Linked DNA regions of Mus musculus: region 1 is linked to region 2. A link is a contact called in public HiChIP or PLAC-seq data. All regions are on one chromosome and are shown on one strand. The core of a region is the stretch at or near the end of the contact, and the rest is flanking DNA. Distances in the headings are between cores, read along the strand shown. Region 1 has its middle 54 kb from the start of Cpsf2. Region 2 overlaps Lgmn (legumain).

Region 1 (2,844 bases), core at 48-2,547, 390 kb before region 2:
GGTGGAACAACAATATGAACTAACCAGTACCAGGGAGCTCTTGTCTTTAGCTGCATATGTATCAAAAGATGGCCTAGTAGGCCATCACTGCAAAGAGAGGCCCATTGGACTTGCAAACTTTATATGCCCCAGTACAGGGGAACGCCAGGGCCAAAAAGGGGGAGTGGGTGGGTAGGGGATTGGGGGGGTGGGTATGGGGGACCTTTGGGATAGCATTGAAAATGTAAATGAGGAAAATACCTAATTAAAAAAAAACTGAAAAAAAAAAAAAGAAGTGTAATAAGGATGCTGAAGTTAGCTCTCCACAACTGATGGCCTCTGGCTAGGGTGCAAGAAAGGAATCAGTCAGTTCTATCTAAAGGGGGGGGCTTCTGAGAGTTTGATGGTGCTCCAATTACTATATAGATAACACAAAATGGACTTGCTTTGTTTTTGTTTAATTTTTATTTATTTTTTTTGGGGGGGGGTCACCAAGATGGGAGCAGACAGCAGACATGAAAGGACTGGGAAATAAGTGTGATCAGGTTGCATGATGTGAACTCCTCAAAGCATCAATAAAAATATTATTTTGAAAAACATGTTTACATTTAAAAATTGTTTTTTGGATAATAAAAAGATGTGTGGTGAAAAAAATGCTGTACAAACATAAGGATGCTAAAATGCTGTACATAAGGACCTAAGTTCAAATCCTCAGTCCCCACATAAGAGGCCAGACATGGTCATACCCACCTGTAACCCCAGGGACTTGGCTGCCAGCCTAGCTCCAGGCTCAGTGAGAGATCCTGTCTCAGAGGAGTAAGGTGTGGAGAGATAGAACAGGCATTAACATTGTCTTCTATATGGGGTGGGGTGGGGGTGTAGATGTGTACCCTGGCACATACATGCAGACAGCAAACATACATATGAGAGAGAGAGAGAGAGAGAGAGAGAGAGAGAGAGAGAAGGCTCTGTGAAGAGCAGAGCAAGTTTGGTTTAGATTCCTAAAGGTTTTGTAAACATAGGAAAACAATGCATTCCTGGGCACTGACAGGACTTAGATTGACTTTGAAGTTTTCAATGTTCAATTCTTAAATTCTTCAGCATTGAATCTTAGGAGCTAGAACACTGGTGACCTATGAAGACAGAGAAAGGCAGGCAATAGCTGCTCAAGGCTCCTTGTGGCCTCCCGTGCTTCAGCTCGTTTGTGCCTGTTCCCCACTCACTCCTCCTCCCTCACCAGGATAAAGAAGAACACCGTGAACAGCCAGGGCCCTTATCCCGCTGTGGGGACATGTGCTCACTCTTATACTGATATTGCAACAGAAGGAACTGCTAACCTCACGTTTCCAGTGGCCAGAGAGCATTAAAGGGCACACCTGGCCCTCTGAAGCCTTGAATAATACTGTCGCTCTTCAGTCGACACTCAATAAAAAGCTATCAGAAGAGTTGGCTCTAAGGAGGAGTGCAAATCTCAGACCTTATTTCTGTGGACAATGAGGGGAGGCCTCGGGCAAACAGTGACTGCTTTAAAGTAGCCAAGGTGGTGTACGGGACGAACCTCTGAACCAAACTGCTGCTATCTTCGGTTCTGCTGGGTAGCTTCCATAACATCATCACAGCTGAACCTGTTGGCTATTTACCTTCCCTTATAGAAGAAGTAGATGGGAAAGGTCCAGAACCCTCACTTGAGTATCTAGCCACCCCTTCCAACCTGTCATGGGCAATTCTACCCTAATTGCATGTGATCTTGGGGGAGGAGCTTAGAGGATATCAGTGGGGGAAGAGTAGAGGTAAGGAAGCTATCATCCTTGCTGAGTTCGGACCTTCCAGAGTGGCTGCTTTAATGTCACCCATTCTTTTGCCAGAAACCCCTCACCCTAAACACGGAGAGCAGCCAGCATCATTCTTCAACTGAAGGTGGCACCTACTCCTCACAGGTGGAGCTGCTGAGCCCTAGCTGGAAGGTTGCTCTAATCCTGCTCTCTCCCATGCTAATTCCCTGCAAATAATCTCCCAGGCCGGCTTTAGCCTACTTCCAAGGCTAGAAGGCACAGGAGGTAAGCCAGTGGCTTAATGACCTCTGGGAGATAGAGACCCACATCACTTCACAAGCACAAGCTGGATGGCGGGCTGGGAGCTGAGATTCAGTGAGGCTGTCACTGTCCCAGGCTACACAGCTCCAGGGACTTGAATTCTGGCATTCCACCATGAAGCTCCACTGGGGAAAAGATGAAGCCCTCTGTGTGGTGAATTATTAATGAACTCCTGCCTCTCTCAGAGCCCTTCTGCCTTTCTGGGGGTGTGATTGTGGTGGAGTGGCTTTGCTGCAGCCCCTGAGGGAGAATATCAGTGTGTCTTCCTTGAAATGACACATGGACCAGGCTGCTCATCTCCATCATCAAAGGATATTTGGGAACAGAAACGTTGGTGTGGGCTTCTGCCCGACTCCTGCACGTGCACGTGTATATGCACACTAGCACAGGCCAGTATGTGGGTGGGTGGCTACTTCAGGTTTCCACTTGGCTCCCAGATCCTTCCTCCCATCTGGGTTCATTCTATAGACTCCAGGCTAGCAACTTGCTGTGTACCAAGTGCTGCTCCAAGATTATCACAAACGTTAGGCCTCTTAAGAACGCTGAGCAGTTTCTAGTTTAGCTCTAGCTCCTCAGTTTCTAGATGGGGAAACGGAGGCTTGGGGAAATGAGGTCATTCACCCAGGTCACACAGCTGTAGATAGAACAATGATGTAAAGACGTATTATCAGGCTCACAGCCCTCGTGCTCCAAAGTACCTCCACTGCACCCCACCGTATAGTCCCTGTTGAGTGCATGCACCCCTTATGCCCTTCAGAAGGGACTAAGATAG
Region 2 (2,809 bases), core at 116-2,615:
TGATCAGAAGACCTATCAGCTATCCAGAGAGCTTTTAGAATTTTTACTAGCAGAGAGAAAGCTGTCTCAAGCAGAAACTTAGCTGTCTCAACCAGAGTTTTTTAGAATAGAAGAAAAAGCTATCTAGAGCAGATCTCTCTCTCTCTCTCTCTCTCTCTCACACACACACACACACAGAGAGAGAGAGAGAGAGACACACACACAGAGGGAGGGGGGTCTGAAAAGCTGTCTTGAGCAGACTACAAAGCCAAGAACTGTCTACAGAGAGCTATCTAGGCAGCCATCTGGAGCAGAACATAGGCCGCCAGCTTGGACACAGGATTTGACTTGAGTCTTTTGTTTTTGCCACTCTCAGACACCCAGACCAAGCTGAGGCTGGCCCCTGGCATTGAGCCTGTACCACCGTCCTGCTATTCACCACATCCTGGGCTGCAGAACTAACCCTCAGCATACAAACTCCTTTATTATCCCCTGCCCATGGATTTATGCTTCAAAGGAGACTGCTCGCACCCTTTCAAGGTCATTGTGTCATCTCCCTAGACTGACCAAGATCCTATCCATTAGAAGCGCCAGCCACCACCAACCCCCTCACAGTGAATAAAGTTGCTTTTAGTTTATTTCTGACTTTGGTGGTCCTTCCCTCGTTATTTGCATGCCCCGTGACCCTAAAAACCTGGAGCTGTGGTAATAACCATTTCGTAACAACCAGTACTTGTCTGGAGACAGGACCTCAAAACTGAAAACATGGGTTTGAGTCAAATGGCCTGAGTTTAACTGGCCATCCTAGGACTCTCCACACTTGCTATTTAAAACACTGAGGAGATGCCGGGCCTGGTGGCGCTCGCACAGCTTTAGTCTCAGCAGAGGCGGGAGGATATCTTGGGTTTGAGGCCTGCCAAATCTATCAGTCCTAAAGAACCTCATGCCCCTATAAATACATCCAGTTAAAACCTGCACAGGATCAAGGGAGAGTCCGTGAATGATTTAACCTCCAGGTAATGTTTAGCCACTGTATTTTCCTACGTTGGTTGTATAAAAACCAAGTGGCTGATGAGCCAGCATACTTGCTGCCTGTGGTCTCGGGGCTTAACTTATCTTTTCACTCAAAGGAAAAGCAATCAGTTATGATAACAGCTCTTAATCGGGCTAAATTTCCTTTCTGGACCAGCACACAGAGGCCACTCAAGATGAGTCAGAACTTCACCAAAGCCAACCCTTGATGATATGGAAGCCAAGCACCCCGACACTCACAGGGACACAGCTCCATTTGTGCCAACCTCCCAACAGCTGGTCACTGGCTGTTCAGCAGCCAAACAACATGCATCGTGGATAATCTAAACTGACACACCCTGGGATCATGTACATACTAAAAAGGATATAGGGGCCAGCAAGGTGGCTCTACTGATAAAGGTACTTGCTGCCAAGTCTGACAACCTGAGATTGACCCCTGAGACCCACATGGCAGATTGAGAGAATCAACACCTGCCAAGTTTATCATCTGACCTCAACACACGTGTCGTAATAGGCTTGTACCCACACACATACACACATTCATGCATACATAAATAAATGTAATGAAACTTTTTGTTAAAGGATACAGGCTATCTCAGTGGTAATTTCGATATTAATTACATGATGAATTGATATTCATTTGGACTTCTGGTTTAAACAAGATGTCAAAATTAATTTCCTAAATATTTTTCTGTGTTTATACATTTGTGATTAGGTATGTGTTTATACTGTAGATAAGTGTGTATGTGTGCTTACATTGTGTATAGGGATGTGTATGTGTTTATGTTGTGTGTAAGTGTGTGTTTATATTGTATATAAGGGTGTGTGTGTTTATTTTGTGTATAAGGGTGTGTATTATTGTTTGTAAATGTGTGTGTGTTTATATTGTGTATAGGTGCATGTATGTGTTTATATTGTGTATAGGTGTGTGTGTGTGTGTGTGTGTGTGAATGTGGAGGCAAAAGAACAATCTGGGGTGTCTGCTCCTTGGGTGCTGTGGAGGTTTACATGAGAATGGCCCCCATCCGTCTCGTATATTTGCAAGCCTGGTTCCCAGTTGGTGACCTAATTGGACAGATTAGGGGATATGGCCTACTTGGAATATGTGTGTCACTAGGGGTGGGCTTCCAGGTTTCAAAAGCCCACACCAGGCCCAGCAACTCTCTACCTGCTGCATCCAGACCACGCTGCCTGACACAATAAAGAACTAACCCTCTGAAATTATACCCAGAAAATATACATAAGAAGTCCCCAATTAAATGCTTTCTTTTATAAGAGTTGCTTTGATCGTGTCTCTTCACAGCAACAGAACAGTGGCTAAGACAGGTGCTAGCCACTTTATTCTTGTTTGTGTATATGTATGTCTGCATGTGTGCATGCAGTTTCCCAAGTCCCGAGTGGGCATCAGGTCCCCTGGAGCTGGAGTTAGAGGAGGCTATGAGCTGCTTGATATGGAAGCTGAGACCCAAACCCAGGTCCTCCAAAAGAATAGCAAGTGCTGTTAACCACTGGCCTCCCTCCTTCTCCAGCCTGGCCCCCAATACTCCACCTTCGAGATGGTCTCTTACTGGCCTGGAGCTTATCAGGTAGACTAGGCTGGCTGGCCAGGGAGTCCAGGGAGCCAGCTATTTCCACCTCCATATACAGAACTGGGATTCCAGCAGACAGCATTGTTCCTTGGTGTTTTCCTAGGAGTTGACCTCAGGTCCTCGTGCGCAGCGGGCATTTAACTGAACAGACTCTCTCTCCGTGGCCCCTCCTACATATTTTAAGCTTTTTCAAATGTGGCTGCTAGAAA

The links. HiChIP or PLAC-seq counts read pairs in DNA pulled down with a chosen protein or histone mark.
Region 1: a contact with region 2 is called in an H3K27ac HiChIP or PLAC-seq map of extraembryonic endoderm stem cells. The contact joins two enhancer-like sites. A contact is called at or near these places in 4 of 115 datasets of contacts at active chromatin or transcription factors (astrocytes, bone marrow-derived macrophages, extraembryonic endoderm stem cells and 1 more) and 1 of 9 other capture datasets (embryonic stem cells).

Annotation. Positions count from the first base shown.
Region 1 is chr12:102,028,129-102,030,972 of GRCm38.p6, forward strand. No RefSeq gene overlaps it. Among named protein-coding and RNA genes, the nearest start is that of Cpsf2, 54 kb to the left of the region's middle. Within about 2 kb of position 1,298, at least 6 of the 459 cell types and tissues checked have an H3K27ac peak or open chromatin away from gene starts, as enhancers often do. A contact at or near this core is called in extraembryonic endoderm stem cells, where this site is marked.
Region 2 is chr12:102,419,421-102,422,229 of GRCm38.p6, forward strand. All of the region lies in intron 2 of Lgmn (legumain), which reads right to left. Among named protein-coding and RNA genes, the nearest start is that of Lgmn, 19 kb to the right of the region's middle. Within about 2 kb of position 1,366, at least 80 of the 459 cell types and tissues checked have an H3K27ac peak or open chromatin away from gene starts, as enhancers often do. A contact at or near this core is called in extraembryonic endoderm stem cells, where this site is marked.